Linked DNA regions of Mus musculus: region 1 is linked to region 2. Evidence: chromatin contacts called from public Hi-C data. All regions are on one chromosome and are shown on one strand. The core of a region is the stretch at or near the end of the contact, and the rest is flanking DNA. Distances in the headings are between cores, read along the strand shown. Region 1 overlaps Gm31718 (a long non-coding RNA gene). Region 2 has its middle 5.5 kb from the start of Gm45805.

Region 1 (2,700 bases), core at 28-2,527, 140 kb after region 2:
AAAGAGACCCCACTGGATAAATCTCCTTTCTCAGCTTTTTACTATGATTGTCTTTCTAACTGTTGTAGTGATTTGGAGAACTACCAGGACCCAGACCTCAATTTTAACAATGCCTGTAACAGCATTGCATGCCCTCTGACCAACTGTGCCTGCAGTTACAATTCTCTTACCAATGACTGAGTTTATGACTTGGTTGGTTTTTTTTTTTTTAATGGTATTAGTTGGAACTGAACACGCTCTGAAAAGTGCGCCAATTACGTCAGCGATCGAGGAAAAAAAAAAAAAAAACACTAACCTCCCTCCATGTGGCCAGCTTTATCGTTCTGATACTGCAAGCTCCTGCAAGGTGCCTGGGGTTAATTAACTGCTTCAGAGGAAATCACATTGATCTGTATAAGCCATGAGTACCTGCCTGTCCTTCTTGCAGAAACCAATCTGGTGGCATCTCCTGGTCCCACTGCTTCCAGATGAAGGACTCTGAGTTACAGACTGCCTCCCCTACCCCCTCTGATCCTCCTGCTCCCCTGGGTAATCCATTACCCACAGTGACTCAGCTGCCTAGAGGCATCTGGGACAATCTGATGACCCTGTTCACCTACACTGCACTCATCTGATACTGTGAGAGCCTCTCACCTTCCCCTCATGGGAACCCCAGCAGCAGCAGCAATGGCTGCAGTGTGGAGCCCTGCCTGAGGCCTGGCATTCGTGTCTGAAGAACCCTCCAACCACTATTAAAGCCACCTTTTCTCAGCCACCTTTTCTCAATGCAAAACGAAACACAAAACCCACACACAACACTGCAGCCAAGTGCTCCGTGAGTGCCTTTTGGGGCAGAGTATGTAGTCATGTCATCTTCCTCTGGTTAAGATGGAAAGATCTCTGGTGGGGAGGAGATAGGACATGAGGAGATGGCTTAGCCCAACAAGACACTTGCTGCAGAGCTGGCAACCTGAGGCCCATCCTCAGGACCCACCTAGTAGAAGGAGGAGACCAACTCCCAAAAGTTGTCCTCTGATGGCCAGTAGCCCCCTCCACAAATGGCCTGGTCGGTGGCCAACAACATCCTATGATGAGAACCACAGGAACCTTCCTTGCCAGGCAAGGCAAAGCCATCTTGAATCAAGGACAAGATTATGTTTTATAACTTCAAGAGGCTCTATAACCAGGAAGTGCAGTGAAACACAACACACCTGAGGGAGGCCTGCCAGCTCTCAGAGGCCCTGCCTTTCTTTCTACAGGTGCTGTGGAGACTCACTGACAAGCCTGCTCAATTTCTGAGTTCTAATTTAGAAAGTGACTTTTTCTTTCTTAACATGGCTATGCCTGGCATCTCAATCTCTTCAAGTCCCTCCCTCCCTCCCTCTTTCCCTCCTTCCCTCCCTCCTTCCCTCTCCCCTCCCTCTCTCCCCTCCCTCCCCACACTCCCCCCTACGGATGCCTCACAGCAGCTGCTTGAAGATTTCCATTGCTTAACCTGCCCACTTTCCTGACCTCAAACTCAAAAAAAAAGCACAATTTCCTCTTTTTCCTCTTCTTGTGGCAGCTGACTGACCCTGCTGGCTTTCTATCTATAATTCTTTTTTTTAAAAGATTTATTTATTATTATATGTAAGTACACTGTAGCTGTCTTCAGACACACCAAAAGAGGGCATCCGATCTCATTATGGATGGTTGTGAGCCATCATGTGGTTGCTGGGATTTGAACTCAGGACCTCTGGAAGAGCAGTCAGTGCTGAGCCATCTCTCCAGCCCCTCTATCTATAATTCTAACAATTTTTTCAAGTTTTCTTTTGAATCCATCTTAAATTTCTTTATCTGTGAGACAAGAGAAGGAGCCTGAGTTCCAATCTGGTTGCCTTCTGGAAGTGGGGTCATCTGTGAAGGGAAGGGAATTGGGGCTGCAAAGAGTGTACAGCAACAGCAGAGACAGGCAGGTGAGGCTACACAGCCCTGCCTCAGGTCTGAGGTCATGGCCTCTGTTCCCAGGCTGCCCAAGGTCTGAGAGTTCCCTAGATGTTTGTCCACCTGTTTGAGTAACAGAGCCCTGTCTTGTCCCCATAAAGAAAGGGCTGTAGTCCACACAGTGATATGCAAATGGTGTTTACCCAGGTGGGGCACCTTGTGAGACAGGCTCTGGCAGAGTCCTACACTTAAGGTCACTTTATGCCAATGTTCTACTTCTTCTCTGGGCTTTAAAGGGAACCTCTGGGTCTAACCACAGTACGATGAACATACACAGAATTAGTTGGAAGAAGGGAAGAGGAGATGTGAGGGTAAGAGGAAGAGAGACAGAGAATGAAGTAGCTCTGAGTACAATGTCTGTCTAGCTCACACAATAGAATAAATACACACAACAGAGTAAAAAGAAAAAAGTCCTGGGCTTGCTACAACTGGCCAGACGAAATCTTCCTCTGAGGTAGTGGTCCTTAATCTTCCTAAAGCTGCGACCCTTTAATGCAGTTCCTCATGTTGTGGTGACCCCCAACCATGAAATTATTTCATTGCTACTTCATAACTGTAATTCTGCTGCTGTTATGAACCGTAATGTAAATATCTGATATCTTATTTGTGACCCCTGTTTAAAGGGTCATTTGACACCCCTCGGGGAGTCACAACCCACAGGTCGAGAACCACTGCTCTCAAGACTGGAGATGTGGCTGAGCGACTTGAAGAGAACCAACCAGCATTAGATTCCTAGCA
Region 2 (2,700 bases), core at 49-2,548:
ACGTGCTGTCTCCAGAAACCATGTCTAAGTCCATGATCCATGCTCCCGCTGGCTGTGAAGGACAAGGAAGCCACTTTTGCCTTGGTATTAATGACTGCAGACCCACAATTGAGAAAGAGAGACATAGAAGGTTTCTGGCAACCCTTACCCCACCCCATCCACAAAAGTAACAGCCTGGACAGAAAGCCACCAAAGAGGACTCTTAAAATATTTGATAAGGATGCTGAGGTATAGCTAGCCACAGATGATGGCTTCTGGCTGGGGTGTAGACGCAGAAGGACTCAATTTTCTTTAAGGGGCTGGCCACTAGGAATGTGACCACCATGCTCCAGTGAGTATTTGGGCGATACAAATTGAACTTGGTTTTTTGGTTTGTTTCCTCCTCTTCCTCCCTCTCCTCCTCCTCCTCTTCTCCTTCTCCTTTTCTTCCTTCCTTCCTTCCTTTCTTTCTTTCTTTTTTTTGGGGGGAGGGGGGTAGGGAGTAGGTCACAAGTCAGGGTGGGAGGACCTGGGATGATTGGAAAGAGAGTGTTCATGATGTGAAATACCCAAATAATCCATAAAAATATTATGAAAAATTAAACTGTTCGATGAGGGGCAGAGCATAGTTTTATAAGAGGAAGGGCCTGGGTCTGAGTCTCAGAGCCCATGAGAAGCTGGGGATGACCACATTGGTGTTTGCAATTCCAGCACTGGGGAGCTGGAAAGGGGGAGATTCCTGACGGTCTTGGCAATCAGATGAGTTACAGGCCACTGAGGGACTCTGTCTCTAAAAGCCAAGTGAAAGTACCTTTGGAACAACACTCGAGGTGAACACGTGGTCTTCATATGCATGCACACATATGAGCACACACACACACAAGTCACCTACAGGTAATATGAAGTCCACTTTGCACATGTGAGTAGGACATTTTCTTTGAAGTCTATCAACATAAATTTCCCCAGTGGGCCCAGGGTATCCTTTCTCAGACAGGACAGGAGAATGGTGTTGCAGGCTGGAGGGAAATGTTCAGAAAACCATCTTCAAATCAGCTTCGAGTGAGCATGCCTGAGTATTCTCCTTCTTCCTCTGATTGTTCCTCACTCTCATCCATATGGTGACAGCCTCTGACCATCCCTCTCCCGCTAGAACCAGCTGTGGTTCTCAGAGGTGGAGGAGATGCACGCAATTGTCTCTGAGGGCCACATGCCCTCTCCCTTCCTCCTGGTTCTCCTTAGCCTCTTAGTGAGCAATGATGTTCCTGCCCAGCACTGCTCTCCCCACCCCCTCAGTGCAGAGATGCACATTTCGGGGAAATAAAAAGGAGAACAAACCTCTCTCCTTTGCTTCCCAGGAGAGGAGGCTGACCACAGAGGCAGACTTGTTGGCCGATGCCCAATGCTCCAGATGAACCATTCGGCGAACGTCCACTTCCAGGAAACTGAACCCACAAAACAAGAATCACACTGCAGACATGCTAGGCAAGCAATGGGCTGTGAGCACAATGAAGAGAAATCGGACAATGGTGGCCATGCAGATCCCTGACTGCTGCTGCAGGGAAAGACCTGACAATTGCTTTCTCCACACAGGGTCTGAACTTTCTAAGTCAAGACCTTGGTAGTCAGCTAGGAGCTGGACTTACGGGGAAGGGAGGACATTTCTCCAGGTGTGACAGATGTTGGATATGCTGGCACATCTCTAGGCAGGTACAGAAAAACAAATCAGAAAGTAATTTTCCTTTTGCACCTATTGCTTATCCAACCTCTGGTTTGGGCAGACCTGACTAGAAATACACAACGCCCAGGGCCATGTTTGCAGGGTTGTCCATGTGGCTGATGAAATGTCCTTCTGAGGTAGCAGCTAGCTTCCTCCACAGTGATCCAAGCAAACAGAGTGGAAAACACCACCTATACATGACCAGGTCTCAGAGGTCACACAAGGTCATTTCCACAGTACCCTGTCAGGTTCCAGGGTCAGTCCTCCTCTGTGTGGGAGGGGATTCATGATCTGAGTACTAAGAAGCAAGACTTCTAGGATCAGCCCAGAGCCCTTCAGCTACCATGGAATGTGCCAGAAGGAAGACCTTTGACCAGCTGGCAGTTATCCCACAGGGACCTTGCAGTCCCCACACTGCTCTGCCTCCTTATCTGTGGTCTTCCTGTGTTGTCAGTGTGCTCAGGAGAGGATGGGAGGCTCCTGGGTATCAAAGAATAATAGATCCAATGTTAACTTCTTCAAATAGACCAAATAACACCACAGAGGGCCAAGGTTGGCTGCAGCCCAACCTCTCTCCTTCCCTCTCCAAGGGCCCATTGAAATGTTGGAGCTTAGTTCAGACATGGTGGCTGACTATCAAATGGATGGAACAGCCTAGGATATAGAAATGCTGGGGACTTCACTAGAAACTCTTTCAACCTGGCTCCTGAGTCTGAGGAGCCCCTGGAGAATTGAAACAAATAGAAACAATGATAATAATTAGCTCAGGTGAAAATCTGCAGGAGCAGTCAACAGGTCCAACAACAAGGATGGATCAGAACCGGTGGGGAGACACATCACCCTCCAGTAGAGAAACAGTCACTACCATGCCATCTGTCTTCATTCACAATTCTAATGTGATCTCAATATTAATATAAACTCATTTTAATCCACAGGCGAGGGCTGAGGAGGTTGCTCAGTGGATAAAGCACTTGTTGTGCAAGCACGAGGACCAGAGTTCAGAT

What was found. A called contact is a pair of places that touch in the nucleus more often than the background predicts.
Region 1: a Hi-C map of bone marrow-derived macrophages shows a contact between it and region 2, with 41 read pairs. The contact joins two enhancer-like sites. A contact is called at or near these places in 3 of 15 datasets of contacts at CTCF or cohesin (the NIH/3T3 cell line, large pre-B cells and pro-B cells), 28 of 484 Hi-C or Micro-C datasets (the 63-12 cell line, the AML12 cell line, CD8 T cells and 20 more) and 8 of 115 datasets of contacts at active chromatin or transcription factors (the HPC-7 cell line, acute myeloid leukemia, embryonic stem cells and 5 more).

The regions. Positions count from the first base shown.
Region 1 is chr8:126,899,779-126,902,478 of GRCm38.p6, forward strand. The region is part of intron 1 of Gm31718 (a long non-coding RNA gene); the gene reads right to left. Among named protein-coding and RNA genes, the nearest start is that of Gm31718, 7.2 kb to the right of the region's middle. Within about 2 kb of position 1,278, at least 47 of the 459 cell types and tissues checked have an H3K27ac peak or open chromatin away from gene starts, as enhancers often do. A contact at or near this core is called in the 63-12 cell line, ECoMG-derived neutrophils, the G1E-ER4 cell line and 1 more, where this site is marked.
Region 2 is chr8:126,762,468-126,765,167 of GRCm38.p6, forward strand. No RefSeq gene overlaps it. Among named protein-coding and RNA genes, the nearest start is that of Gm45805, 5.5 kb to the left of the region's middle. Within about 2 kb of position 1,299, at least 60 of the 459 cell types and tissues checked have an H3K27ac peak or open chromatin away from gene starts, as enhancers often do. A contact at or near this core is called in the 63-12 cell line, ECoMG-derived neutrophils, the G1E-ER4 cell line and 1 more, where this site is marked.